2 separate regions of the Mus musculus genome follow, and region 1 is linked to region 2. The links are chromatin contacts, called in public promoter capture Hi-C maps. All regions are on one chromosome and are shown on one strand. The core of a region is the stretch at or near the end of the contact, and the rest is flanking DNA. Distances in the headings are between cores, read along the strand shown. Region 1 holds the start of Pappa (pregnancy-associated plasma protein A). Region 2 holds the start of Col27a1 (collagen, type XXVII, alpha 1).

Evidence for each region. Promoter capture Hi-C pulls out the DNA fragments that hold promoters and counts their contacts.
Region 1: a promoter capture Hi-C map of embryonic stem cells shows a contact between it and region 2. The contact joins the promoter of Pappa here to the promoter of Col27a1 in region 2. A contact is called at or near these places in 2 of 39 promoter capture datasets (cranial neural crest and embryonic stem cells).

What each region holds. Positions count from the first base shown.
Region 1 is chr4:65,118,701-65,126,231 of GRCm38.p6, reverse strand. It overlaps Pappa (pregnancy-associated plasma protein A), which reads right to left and starts at 2,058. Exons shown (of 22, transcript NM_021362.1): 1 at 1,285-2,058. The coding sequence starts at 1,690.
Region 2 is chr4:63,210,552-63,217,173 of GRCm38.p6, reverse strand. It overlaps Col27a1 (collagen, type XXVII, alpha 1), which reads right to left and starts at 1,762. Exons shown (of 61, transcript NM_025685.3): 1 at 1,293-1,762. The coding sequence starts at 1,348.

The DNA of each region.
Region 1 (7,531 bases), core at 809-3,308, 1.9 Mb before region 2:
TGGTGGTAGCGATGACGTCAGTTTTGTGTGTGTGTGTGTGTGTGTGTGTGTGTGTGTAGTCGTTCTCACTCTCCTTTGGTAGCTGGGAAGTGGGAGCTTTGAGGATACATTTGAGTGGCATAGTAGCAGAGTTTGGGTTCCCTGAAGGGGACTTCGGTAAATGGGAGAGTCGGTGCAGTGTTCAGAAAGGTTTATGCCAAGGCAAAACAGCCGCAGACTGCCTGAGAGCGGTGTGTAAGGGGTGGGATCACGAAACCCTCTACTCGCTCCCAGGTTGCAGCGAAGGGGGAACCCCTAATATAGCTTTAAGGCGTCCCAGGACACGGCAAGGTTGTTTATGCAGTGAGGGAATCTCCCAGACAGAAGAGGCAAAACTTTCCTTCTCTCCTGCGCCGCCCCCTCCACCACCCCTCGTTTTATTAAAGGCATTTCCACAGATTCATTTAGAAGGGAAAATGAATGTTGAGGCGTTTGGAAGGTTTGCAGCCCTCGCAAAGTGTCCGGTTTCACTATGGGCTTTGCTGTGGAGCAGCGAAGGGGAGAGAGGGAGGGTGAGGAGGGAGATCTTAAATCTAGTATGGGCTCATAAAAGTCCCCAAAGAGAAAAGCGCCCCATTTCTCAGCCGAGTCTGGGGTAGGCTGTCAGAGGTGCGCTAAGAAGGTCTGACCCAGCGGTGAATGACAGGCAACGGGCTTTAAAAGCAAGGACCCAGAGAGGCAGTGTGGGTGGCTATGGTGGTGGTGGTGGTTCCCAGAGGCAAGCTTCGGGCAGAGAGCAACTTTGGGGTAGTTATAGGACTTCTAAGTCTGGCAATCAAAACTACCTGCCCCATGCCTACTTTGAGGGTAGCCAGGCTACTGGAGAATTGCGTCTATGGAAAAGTAAAGAGAAATGAACCGTTTCCTACACTTCTTTCACACGCAACCCATCTGGGTCCTGTACCCTTTTCTCCCATACCCGGACAGAGTCTCTCTGTACATCCCCAGCACCACTTAAGTATTCTGGGTTCCCGGGGGATCAGCTATATCCCTAGCTCCTGGTCTTGGACCGGCGAGGAGCTCCCGAGTGCAGCTCCCCAGAGGCCGGGCAGCATCCTTTCTCAGCGCGCCCATTCCGCAGATGGGTTAAAGAGAGTCTCTCTTCCTTACTCCCTGTGCTGCTCCCGGGACGGCTCCCGCAGACCCACCCGCCACCTGCACCCCAGACATCCGCAAGAACCCAGGAGGGGCCTGCAGAGACCCGCAGGGTGGTCCGCCAGACAGGGGGGACCCCTTTCTCCTTACCTGTGATCACTGCTGGAGACTTCTGGCCACCCTCGGCTCGCAGCCACACTTGCAGTGTAAAGGCGTCGCGGGGTAGCTCCAGGTCGGCCCGGAGGCGCAGCTGCTCCCCTCGCCCGCTGAAATAGAGCGCCCGGCTAGGCGGGCTCGGCTCCTCGGCGCCCCTCGCCGCCCGCTGCTGCCGCCGCCGGGGGACGCGCACGGCTTCCCAGGCACCGCCCGGAGGCGGCGGCGGCGAGGCGCGGCGACCGCGGGCCGCCCGGGTGGCGCAGGTGGCCGGTCCAGCGGCGGGGCGCGGGGGGCGCACGGCCCGAGGGTCTCTTCGGACCCGGCGGGGGCGCTCGGCCAGCCCGCAGCCCAGCGCGGCGCTCAGCAGCCCCAGGCGCAGCACCCAACTCCAGAGCCGCATGTCCGACGGTCCCCCCCGCCCCCCCTGCGCCCCTGCACCGCCGCCCGGAGCTGCCAGCTTTAGCTCGCACTACTATTTGCCTCCTTTCTCGTGCGAGCCCCCCTTCCACTTGCTTTTTTCTTTTCTTTCTCGCTTTCCTCCTCAAGGTGTGTGCTCCACTCCCCCCACCTTTCAAAAATACAGTCCAACTCCTCCTGGTTGGCAATTAATTTCTCTCCCCGCTCCTTTATCTGCCTTATCCCCCCTTCTAACAGCTGGATGCCTTCCTCCTTGTTTTATTTCATTTTATTTTATATATTTCTAGCTCTTAAAAAAAATCTCCTCTAACACACTGGTCGGCTGAATTCCCTCCCTCCCCCCAAGATGCTCTCATTTATTTATTTTTTGCGTCCTTTATAACACAAGCCACAGCCCCCTTCTCCCCCCCGCCCCCTCCCCTCCCTCCTTCTTCACGAAATGAAAGGAAAGAGGGGGAAAAAATCCCTTAGAAGACGAGTAAACAAGCGTGTGCTAATCTGTTCGCCAGCACTCCACCTTCCCAATTGAATGAGTCCCTGTTCAAACTGCGGGGATCATGACCAATCAATCGGTTTGGAGAGGCCGATCCACCCAGCCTTCCTCTACTTTGCCGTTTGTCTCCTTTCCTTCGGTTCAGCTTCTCCACCCCCTCTTTCTTCTTCTACTTCTTCTGTTTTTAAGAAGACAATCTTAAAGTAACAATTTAATGAAATTCTGTACACACCCCCTTACGGTCCTCCCTGCTCTTCGCATTCCGACTCAAAACACACGTTCTGGTTTGTTTTGTTTTGCTTTGCTCCCTTTACCCCCGCCCCTTATTTTTATTTTTTATTTTGCCTCGTGGCGGGAGAGAAAAATCTGTCTTTCAGGGTCTCATTTGCCCTTTGCTGTTACATGTCTCTCTTTTCACAATACACAAAGCGTTGAAACTTGATTTTCAGATTCTTTTTCATCTTCTCTGCCTCCCTCCCTCTTTCTTTCATTCTCCCACTTTTCTTCTTGTTCTCTGTCCCCCTCCCTTCACCTCCCTCTCCCATTTTTCTCCTCCTTGCTCTCTCTGTCTCTTTTGCCTTTCTCCTTCTCCTCTCACCACATTTTCTTAAAGTTATACTGTAGTAAGTTGGTTCTCTCTTCCCTGAGACCCCAATGCTAACCTTCGCGCTTCAGCATACCAAAGTCAATTCCCAAATCCGTATAGATTGAACAGAGCATCAGAGAACTGTTTGCAGGGCATCTCCCTTGGAGATACAGTGGACCAGTGCTATGTCCCCCATCATTGCCCCTGAACAATCCTACATCATTCAGTTGACTGTTAGATATACTTTTTGTTGAATATAAATGGTAGGAAAATATGAATTTACCCAATTTCAGCTTAAAAACAATCCAAGTTCTCCTAATGTTGGCCAAGCACAGGTAAGCAGGTAACAGTCTGCTGCCCCTGTGGCTCTACGTTTTGAACTGAAATATATATATATATATATTCATTCCTTTCCCCCTCTTTATGGAACTCAAAAGCTCCCCCTTATGGCAAAACAGCTCTCTTTCCCTCGAGTGTTTAATAAGTCAAAATGGGTTAGCCATGGTGGTTTAAATTTATTAGTTCTTTGCTAGCCTGTCCAAATAGTATCTCTATAAAAAGATGTCATTCCAGGTAGAATTTATGGTGGAAAACTGAGGTGAAGTTGACGCTACTAATTATTGACTTGCTCTCCCGTGGTGTTCCTATCCTACGGGCTGTTCCAGATCCTTCCTCAGAGTTAGGATCTTTGCTACATGCTCCAGGGAGGAACAGAACCATCGGAGCATATTTGCTGGTAAACAGATAAAGATTTGTAAGATGACAGATGACTCAGATCTCCACCCACCCCACCCCCCATAAAAGCTGAAATGTGGTAAGCAGGAATCATGGCACTATTCTGCAAACCAGCTATCCCAGATTTCTGTCCTCCTGGTCAGGGAAGAACTTGCTATGTAGCATCAGGCTAAGAGTTCTGGAACTCAAGGTCTCTACGTATAAAGAGATGCCCATCTTCCATCCTCCATTCTATAGAGACCTGATGGAAAGAAAAAAAAAATACTGTGCATAATGCCATAGGTTAAAAACTTACCCCCTACCCCACAAATCTCTCACGGTCTACAACTTTGATTCACCTATACAAACTAGGATGTAGTCCTCAAAGAAGGAAAAAGATGGGGGGTGAATTGCATAAACACTGTCATTCAGTACTTCCCCCCCATGATATTTGGAACACCACCCCCCACCCCCGCAAATAATATTTGGAACATGACTACTGCTCATTTCAGTTATGACAATTAGGTATTTGGAGACTGTATTTCCAGAGGCTTTTAAGCCATTGTGTACAATAATTTTAGTATTTGTAGACATTTAGAATTTCATCCACTTTCCAACCAGGAATGAAATAGGAGGCACATCAATTTCCAATGCACATGCACTCACCTGGTCTTCCTCTGAACCATTTCACTGTAACCTTCCATTCAGACCTCTTTACAGTGAGAGTGTATACTTTACAGCTTATTCTGAGTACAAAACCTCCTGAACTGTAGATTTTCTCTATGAGCACCATGTACTCCTCTGTTCCCATCAAAGTCAAAGTGCTCCTTAGGTCCCTAAATAAAAAAATTTCTTCCCCTCTGGAAGTGGAGGAAGGAAAGAATAGACATTATAGGTTGTTTTGCTCTTTGACCCCAATCCCTAAATGCATTGAGAATGTTTGCTAAAGCCTTTTACTGACATATTACTAAATGTATAATTACTGGGCAGCTAGATGGTACAGTAGGTAAAAGGTCAAGTCGGCTAACCTGAGTGGAATTCCTGGGACCCACAATGGTGAAAGAAGACTCAACTCTTGCGACTCTAGTGTTTTATCTGCCACATATAAACCATGGAGTCCACCACCCTCAGCAAATAAATAAGTAAAATAAAATTTTAACCATATAACTACCATTTCCCCTCGCCTGTCTTGGAGGCTACTCTTACTCTGTGCGCACATGGATTTGCTTGTTTTTATGCTGGAGTCTCATGGATGAATCGCACACTGTGCATGATAGGCCATTCAAAGCAATGGCTTACACATGGCCTCTGTATTGGCTTACATTTTAAATAATGATTCATCATGTAGTGCTCTCCTGTTAATTAATCATGTAGTCTCTTGTGGATTTTTTTTCTCATTTTTATCTTTCCATTTCTCCCCCTTTTAAGTACCAGAAACTGAATTCAGTGCTTCCCACATGATAGCTCTGCTAGTACTCTACTGCGGGGATAGTAGATCCCATTTAGTCTTGTCATAGCTACCCAGTCCCTGGTTCCCTTCTCAGGGCCTCCTAAAGTTTCTGAGGAAACTTTTGGTACCAAACCCCTTCTTACTCTGTACTTTTAATCCTTGGAACAAACTCCCTCAACGTGCATCTTGTCTGGAAGTAATTGAAAGCTCTCTATGTAATCCAGAAGTCTACAGTGTTCTGGAAGTTAGAGTAACACTTTTGAGACATAAGTGCGTTTGAATGGGTAAATTGTGGCCCAAAGTACTGGTTTCAGAGACACCATGACCTGTGTTCCTAAGACCTTCAGCAAGTTGTTAGCTTTCGGTTCTTAGTGGCTATACCGTGGTGCTATCGTGAGGATTAAATTATTGTATTGTGTGACATAGTGGTAGCTGCTCAGTAGAGGGTTGCCCATATTTCTTTCTGTAGATTTAAATCTAACAACCACTGGGCTTCTCTTTCCACTTTCCTTTACAGCCAGGACACAATCTTTTTACTCCCAGACAGTAAATTATTCTCATCTTGGAATTTCTAAGGCAGTATTATCTTCTTGTAGAACTTGTGAGATAGGATCGTGTATTGTTATCAATGTCCTGTTTAGGTCTTCCTGCCCAGATTAGGAAGTATCAAGGGCAAGAACTTCCAAGGGTCAATCCAGTCACCTGCTTAGAGAACTTTAACTAGGCACACAGGCCCCTGAAGGGCTCCCTCCTCTGGGCTCTCCTAAAACTTCTACTGAATTTCTACCAGCATGTCCCCAATGCTTGGTTGCAAGTGTGCAAGAGTCCTGGGAGTCTCCAATGTTCAAAGTATTTATCCTGTACTTTCTCAAACATGGAGCTCAGTGCTCCTTTGCTCATGTAACTCCTTGTTTAAATCACTGATGGAAACAAAAAAGAATATAACCCAGCTTATTCTGTAGTGCCACTCATTATTCCATAAAGACACTAGGTTCATGAGAAATATCGAATCTAACTTCCCCCATCCACAGTGATGTTTACTAGCTTTTCAACGGAGATAACATAGATACAGACTATGGGATGAAGTAAAAAGAGTTCAGCAACCATTCTCTTAACACCTTATACTTATAGTAAGTTTGAAGTAAATTACTTTTATTGGAGTCTTCCCCGGAAATACTTATAGCAGGCCTGCAGAGGAAGTTAAATGGGATGGGGGTGGGGGTGGTGGAGGGGGGAGGGAGTGGGTTGTGAAGAGGACAGAGATGAAGAGAGAGAGAGAGAGAGAGAGAGAGAGGCACAGAGAGGGAGGGAGGGAGGGAGGGAGGGAGGGAGGGAGGGAGGGAGGTAAAGAAGTAAAAACTGGATAGTTGAGTGCATTTTTCATCCAGGTGTAACATTGTATACCAAGTTCAGAGACCTCAGAACTGTTGTCCTGCTTTTAAATCTCAATTTTCATTTGTCCACTCTTCATAGGGTTACTAGGAGATGAACTAAGACTGTCATGGCTATCATGTAGCATTCTGCTGTGTGTTGGCATGTCAGTGAAGACTCTGCACACACCAGCTTCCTCATCGTTGCGCCAACAGTAGCTGAATTGCATTGTGTGACATGCATGCAGTAGTGAGATGTTTTCACAGAGTTCTGGCAGTGATAATGACTTTCCCTTACCGAGTGCCTACTGCATGTCACTTAAAATAATAATGATTATAATATATTCACTAAAAGGTTTTTTTACTCTTTACAAGATTAAGGGTAGCTATGAATTCAGTTTAATTTAATTGCTCAGGAGATTACTTATCAATTCTATTTTCTTGAATTTCATTAAAAAATAAAATTTGTGTCAGACCAATATAATTTGAATATCTCCAAGATCTTTATTAAAATATTATTTAAATTACTGTTAGTACTGTTCTTAGCTCAGCATAACATGGAAAGGGGTTTAGTGATCATAGTGTGTGTACCATGTACAGGTCAAAAAAATGGGTGGAGGGACCTAATTTGTGTGGATGTGGACTTTGAAGGCCTGATGCGTTTCCTATTTTCATTCTTGAACTATTTTTGATGAGAAATGAGTGTCTATAGAATCATCTGAACCCGCTTTTAGTTCTTCATGCTAGTTTACAAGAAGCTGAAACAGAAATTCCTAGATTCCAACCCTAGTCATTTGGCTTATACAGAAAAATACCCATTCATTGCTTCTCTCAGGTACCTAGAATATTTATTAAGCTGAGAATTAAAGTTGAAGGTGGAAACCACTGATTAGCAGTTAAGTTTAGCTTCTTGTTTGTAGAGAACATCATCTATCTGAGTTCCAATGATTTTTTTCTTAGTAGCAATAACTCATTATCGTAGTCCCTGCTCATACTATGGTATTTAATTTTTTAGAACTATAGTCTGTAAATTTTCATGATCTTCTAATATTGCAAATAAATAAATGAAGCTTAAAATAATATTGTTTTCCCCAAAATAAAATGTTTGTTGAATTCTATGACACATCAAACTCAGACTTATCTCACTCCAAAGTTCACAGTCTTAACTACAGGGCTGACCGGCCTTTAGTCCTGCTTTATCTTTCTATTGT
Region 2 (6,622 bases), core at 513-3,012:
GAAGATCCCAGAGCCCAGTGTTCACCCAAGAGCAACAGGGCATATGGTTGCCCAGGAGGGAGGACTTCTCAATGTAGAAGCAAGGAAGGGCAAGAAGGAGCCAGGGTAGGGCAAAGAAGCCGAGGTGGGTAGATGCTTGAGGATGTACGGCCAGAAGGGCAGGCAGGCTTTGGTACTGCTTGCCTTCCTCAAACTTTGGCCCCGTTGAGGCAGGGGGTGCTCTTTGGCACCACCACACTGCCCAACCGCTGGCATCTGCCCTGGCACAGGGTCTCCCGGAGAAAATGAGTCACCAATGTGCTCACTAGTGCCCTGTGTATACGAATGCGTGTGGTGGGGGGTGTGGGGGAATCTCAAACAGCCAGCTTTTTCCAAGACATGGAAAAGAAGGGGGGCGCCTCATCACCCTGGCTCCAGCTCAAAGGGGCGTTTCTTGAGAGGGTGGGCGGTACTATAACTCTGGCCAACCTCTTCTGGGAGCCCTAGAGTACCAGCAAGATGGAAAGGCAAGCCTTGTGCCTGAGATATAGTCCACAGGGCCCCTCTGGACCGCGTTCTCCCACACACACCCACACATAGTGACTGAATCCCTCACTCTTACAACTTCTGCACAAGCTGGGAATCCCAACTGTGGGGTGCCCCTGTGTGCGGGGGCCCCGCCCTGGAGATTCCCGGCCCCTCTCTGGCCACGGTTCCCTCATCTGTACAAGGAGGTTGGACTTGGTGATCTCCCAGGGCCTTTCCGCTCCCACAAGCTGGCTCTCACCCCTTGCTTACTCAGGAGAGGGACAGGAACTGCAGGCTTCCCGGGAGAAGCTGGGAAGTTTGAGGTACGCAGACCCAAGAAGACACATTCACACAGGCAGAGAGGTTAGGAAATGCAGGAACGTGCAGAACCCGAGGCCGAGCCAGGAACAGACACCCGGACCTGACGACCGACAAACTTGATTCACAGGACAGTGGAACTAAAGCCATGCAAGCCCGCGACCTGCAGACACCGAGACTCCCTCCTCCGGCCCCTGCCCCCTGCCTGCCACTCTGAGCACTGCCACTAGACCCCTCTTGGGATCGCTGGTCTGGCTCTGCGCGGACCCTCCCTTGCTGGTCCTAGTCTCAAAAGAGCTCGGCCTGGGGTGCACAGCCCCTGTTAACCCCTGGCGTCCCGCCTGGCGGGAAGCTACAGGAAGCTGACGTTACTCTGCGAGCGTCTGGTGCGGCAGGGAACCCCAGACTCTTGTGCACATCCGAGGTTCAGGAAGCTGAATCGGGGGCAACCCTGGGATTGTACTCACCCCCCGGGTCCTGACGCCGCTGTGCCTCGGGCCCCCCGCGCGAATCCCGTGCCCATGGCAGGCCCCTACTTCATGCTGCGGAGCCCGGGGGGCAAGTGTGGGCGCGCCCCATGGGGCCGCCAGCCCCCCGCCGCGCCGCGCCAGGCCGGCTCAAAGCGCGCTGCCGGCGCACCCCCAGCCCAGTCCTGCGCCCAGGGGCGCCGGAGCAGACGGACAGCACGGCCCCAGCCCGGCGGTCGCCCGCGCCAGGCCCATGGTCCCAGGACTGCCGGAGCCGCGCTCGCCCCTGCCTCGCTCTTTTTCTGCTTCCACCGAAAAGGAAGAAGCAAGAAAAGGCAGGGAGAGAGAGATGATCAAACTTTTGGAGGCGGGCCGCTAGCGGTCTCTGGAGGCAGAGCAAGGCCGGGAGAGCGCGCGCGGAGGGCGGTGGAAGCTGCCTCCCCGCCGGCCTGGGGGAGGAGAGGAAAAGGAAGGATTTGGGGGAAATGAAGGCGATTTAAAGTCTCGGCCCGCCGCAGCTCTCCACCTTCTTCTCCTCCCCGCGCCGGGCCGCCCTCTGCTGCCAACTGCTGCCCCCTGCCGGACGCAGCAAGGGATGCAGCATCGGTTGCCTCGCGCGACCGTCCACCTATCCATCCTGAGGGGGACATCCCACCCCCAGATCTCAAAACAGACTCATGAAAAAGAACCTCCTCCTGGCTACTCATGGATCTATCACAATTGAGATTAGGAATTTACGATTAATGACACTAAGGATCCTCGATAGCGGGCGGTGGGGGAGGAAGGGGGAAAATTCTACTCCTGAGAGGATCCTAGAGATGCAGAAACACAGTTGGGACCTTGACTTGGCATCTACATTTCCACGACAACCATCTGTCTTAACTCCCAACTCTTAGCAGAAACTCTTGCACCCTAGAGCTCCGTGGAAGACCGCTGTGGGTAAGCGTGCTGAATGTGTTCGGCCTTTCTGCATTTTCTCCGACCAGAGACTCCCCGGAATCCCACGCGGCACCCTCTGACACCCAGGCAGATTCTCAAACTCACGAGCACGGCTCAGCCCTGAGACTAAATCTCTAGCTTCTGGCCTCTACAAGGCGATTCATACCACACTCCCGCACACACACTCCCGCAGGCACACTCCAAACACTCACACTCATTCACACGCAGACACAGCCACGCACTGTACTGAACTTCCGCGAAACACCTTTGGATGTCTGGATTCCTGGCGATCTCAGACGCTACGCTCCCAGAGGCAGCCACCCGAGTGCTCACACCCGCACAAAATGCACATGCACAGCGCACACACTCCCACATGCACAGTCCATGCAGCTCCCCGAGTGCACACTCCCCGCTTGCACACGACCCTCTGCGAATGGCAACCACAGGCGTGCATACAGGACCTGCACCCTCTATTGCACATGCATCCACCTTTGCGCACTCCAAACGCCCAGAGCTCCGTGAGTCCCAGGGCACTTACTGGGTCCCCAAGTGTGACGCTGGCCGGTCGGTTCTTAGGCGGGTGCCTAACGGCATCTGTGGTCATGGGTCCCCGCAGCCCCGGGCGCGGGGGCGGGGGTGCAGTCCCCTTCCCTAAAGGCGCACAGGGCGCGACGGCGCCGGGAGGAGCATGGGAGCGCGGGCCTGCGCCACCGGCCCGGTCCCCCTGCGCTGCAGCCGCGGCCACTCCGCGTGCTCCGGCTCCAGCTCGAGCTCCGGGTGCGGGGGGTGGCTCATAGGTGCTGAGGCCGCGACAGACGCCGGCCCTTTTGAAGTCTCCGCTGGGGGCGGAGAGGGGGGCGCTGAAGGCGGCCTTTTAAATCGAGGCTGCACGCGGGCACCGTCAAGCAAGGTGTCTGGTTTCAGCAAACTTTCGGAAAAGTCCCAAGTCGGAGTGGGGGAGGGCTCCGCCGAGCTGTACGAGGCATCCTGCAGGGGGCAGAGCACCCGGGGCTGCTGGGGCCCCCCGCGCACCCCCCCCCCCCCCGCCTCCAGTCTGAGTGCTTCACCTTCCTTCACAAGAACACCCGATGCTCTGCACTGATTGCCCGTGTCTGTGCCTGAGAAAGGGCCGCGGGTCTTTCTCGAATTTTCCTAAGTTCACAGCTTCGAAGGTAAAGTATTCCCTGCCCAATCACAGCTGCTGTGTGTTTCTGAGCTGCATACTTTGTGCCAGGCACATCCTGTCTTTATTTACATTTTTTTGGTATTTCGTTCATGGGTTGTTTTTTTTTTTTTTTTCCTTCTTTTTTATTTTTTGCCTTAGAGGCTTTTAAAGGCATTGCATTTAAGTGTTGGGTATCTCTCTTACTTTGTTTGGCACTCTTCGATATTTATCTCCATTACTGAGGGACTTGGTGACCAGTAATATTTTGCATCTTTTCTCTTCCACACTGAGGGCCTCTATGCTACAGGAAAAGAGATATGCGATTATCTACGCTGGAGAGAAGGTTGATCACGCTGGTAAGTGGTACAAGGGCCACTGAACTCAGTGCCAGACTCTCAAGACTTGTGTCACTTCTTCCTTCTTGCTTCTTCCTTCTTGCCCATTGCTGCTGTCAAACATTCCTTTGTCCTTCTTCAGCACTCACCTGATGTAGCTGCTCCACTCACAGCCACACTTATCCGCACATCACAGTGCTGTCACTGTCCTGATGCCTCTATAACCCCATCGCCAGCCTGGAATCTGGGACATAATCAGTGCTCCAAATATTCCAGCCCAAAGAAGCTGTAAAACAAAAGGGGGATAGGGCTCCTACAGTATGCAAGCCTCTGCTTGGGAAGTGAGCCACTGTTAATGGATAGGGACAAAGAAATTACACGTGATTCTGAACACATATAAACTGTAACACAAATCAGAAAGAGCAACTTAGGGTAGAGAGGCACATCTGGATGGGTGACTCCACTCTCACTTTATCATGAACTATTCCTGTTCTTGTCCTCTGCCAATAGTACAAAGATAACAGAGATAATAAAGGAAGACTGTGATAGGGGCTTTTAACGAAACACATGGATCAATCGAATTGTCAAGCTGACTCAGAGGATAACTAGAATCCCAGGAATGTACCCAGGAGGAGGTGGTGTTTAGAACCTGAAGGATGTTAGCTATGCCTATAGCTGTGGAGAAAGGATATCTTCCATGGAAGAATCATAGGAACGTATGGTGGGTTGCAGACTGGCCTTGAAAACTGTGTGTGGCAAAGAAAATAAAGTCTCCAGGTCTCTCCCCTGTGAGGACGCAGGTGTCCAGGCAAGAAGACACTTCCTCAAAGATAGCTCACTGACCAGTGGTGGCACCAAAGCCTTTCCAAGTCTCCCCTATGTGGTCTTTAAATACAGTGCTAGTGTCAAGAACCTAACAGCCCCAAAGACACATAGGAAACTATTGGAGGTCTCAAAAGATTGAAATGTGTCCATCCGGGCTTCACTGTGCCTATGCAGAATGTAGGTTCATGGAGCTCAATCTTCCCGAGGTCTTTTGCACTAGGGCAGATCTGACTGCTTCTCTGCCTTAGACTCAGTTCAGTAAATGGCAGTAAGGGCCTGCTGAACTTTGCTGAGTAGCCTGTAGGCTTCTGGGAGCCACAGTCGTCTGGAAGAGGCATGGAAGGGCACTGGCACTGAGACCAACAGAGAAGAGACCCTGCTTCTTCATTCATTCTGCCACACAGGCGAGTGACATACAGCCGGTGACTAGGTATGCACTACTGAGTGCCAAAGACAGCGAGCCGTTGTCCCTGTGAGTGGGATAAGTCACTCACAGACATCCCTCACTCAGGTGGCATCTCTGAGGTCATAAGTCTGGAAATGGGGTAAACTTGCTGGCAGGCCTGTATAATAGACATGGTCAGGGATGAGGCAGAAGATGCGAACTCCTGGCTCATAGATTGAAACTGGAACTCAACAGTGTCCCAAGTGAGCTCACAGAAGGCACTCACCAAATGCCTACAAACAAACCACAGACATGAGACTATGGATCACATTTGGTTATGGGCCAAACTTTCTTTAAGGATCCACCATGCACCAGGCGTGACTCTTATTCTTGGGGTGCTCTTGACCTGGGGAGGAGTTCCAGCAAGGAGACGATGGAAACACAGAGTACCCTGCCTCTCACCATGCTGTGCTGGGAGGAAAGCTACAGCAGCCCCTAGTCTTCCTAACCCCTTGTACCAGGGGACATGCTGGGGGTTCTTGCTTGCATATTTGGACCCCATTCAGTCAGTAGTATGGGATGGACGCACAACTCATGTCTGTTAATAAAAGTCATTTGTTCCTGGGTCCTCAACCAATAAGGAGAGGACTTGTGTGTCAGGCTTGGAGCTGGGCTCTGGGCTCTGCATCCCTGCTGGAAGGGGCCAGCCTATCTCCCTTTGATGAAAACTAAATGCCTGGGCCTGGGGCGGGCTCCCTAAGTGTTCAGCAAAGGACATTCACTTATGTCTGAATGTGGCATATCTCCACAGGCTCATTTGGACACTTGGTCCACAATAGATAGCACTATTTGGGGGGAGTGATAAGAGCCTTTAGGGGTGGCACTGGGATGGAGGAGGTGAGTTCTCTTGGGTCCAACTTTGAGGGCTTCTTAGCCCTGAAGAGAGCTCTCTGCTTCTTGACTAGGTAAGTGGTGGGACCAAAGCCTCATGACCCTGGGCCATTTCTGACTTGGGACCTTTTCTGCCATGATGGTCTATTAGCCTCCAAACTGTGAGCCAAAATACAGCCCACCACAGCCCCGTGCTACCTTTCTGCCCTCACCCCCTCCCCTCCACTTCTGCCTCCTTCCTGAGCTCTGTATTCATCTAAGGACCACAGCAAAGCACAAAGCCAGGATAACTCCCTTTTATAAGTTACTCATAGCAGATTGCTTTGTTTTGTTTTGTTTTGTTTTGTTTTGCTTTGCTTTGTTTTGTTTTGTTTGTCAGGACAATGAGAGAAACAACTGATTTAGGGAGAGAAGGGAGGTAAGAGGAACAGCTTTTAGATGTCTCAGCATGTTCAGGTGCCTGCTGCCAAGGCTAGGGATGTGAGTTCAATCCCTGGACACACATAATTGGAAAGGAGAGAACTGACTCCTGTAGATTGCCCTCTGACCTCTGCACACACACTGTGGCATGAGTGTGCTCCCCCCCCCCCACACACACACAGAGTAAACTAAAATATAATAATTTTTAAAAAGAAGAAAGGAAAGGAAAAAAGGCAAGAGAACCGCTCTGCCACCTGCTCCTGTCCAAAGTGGGTGGCAGGATGACAGACTCAGCTTCAGGGTCAGCAGCTGTAGGGATGTAGTGTGCAAACCCACCATCTTCTCTTAAAAGCACTGCACACCAAAGGGG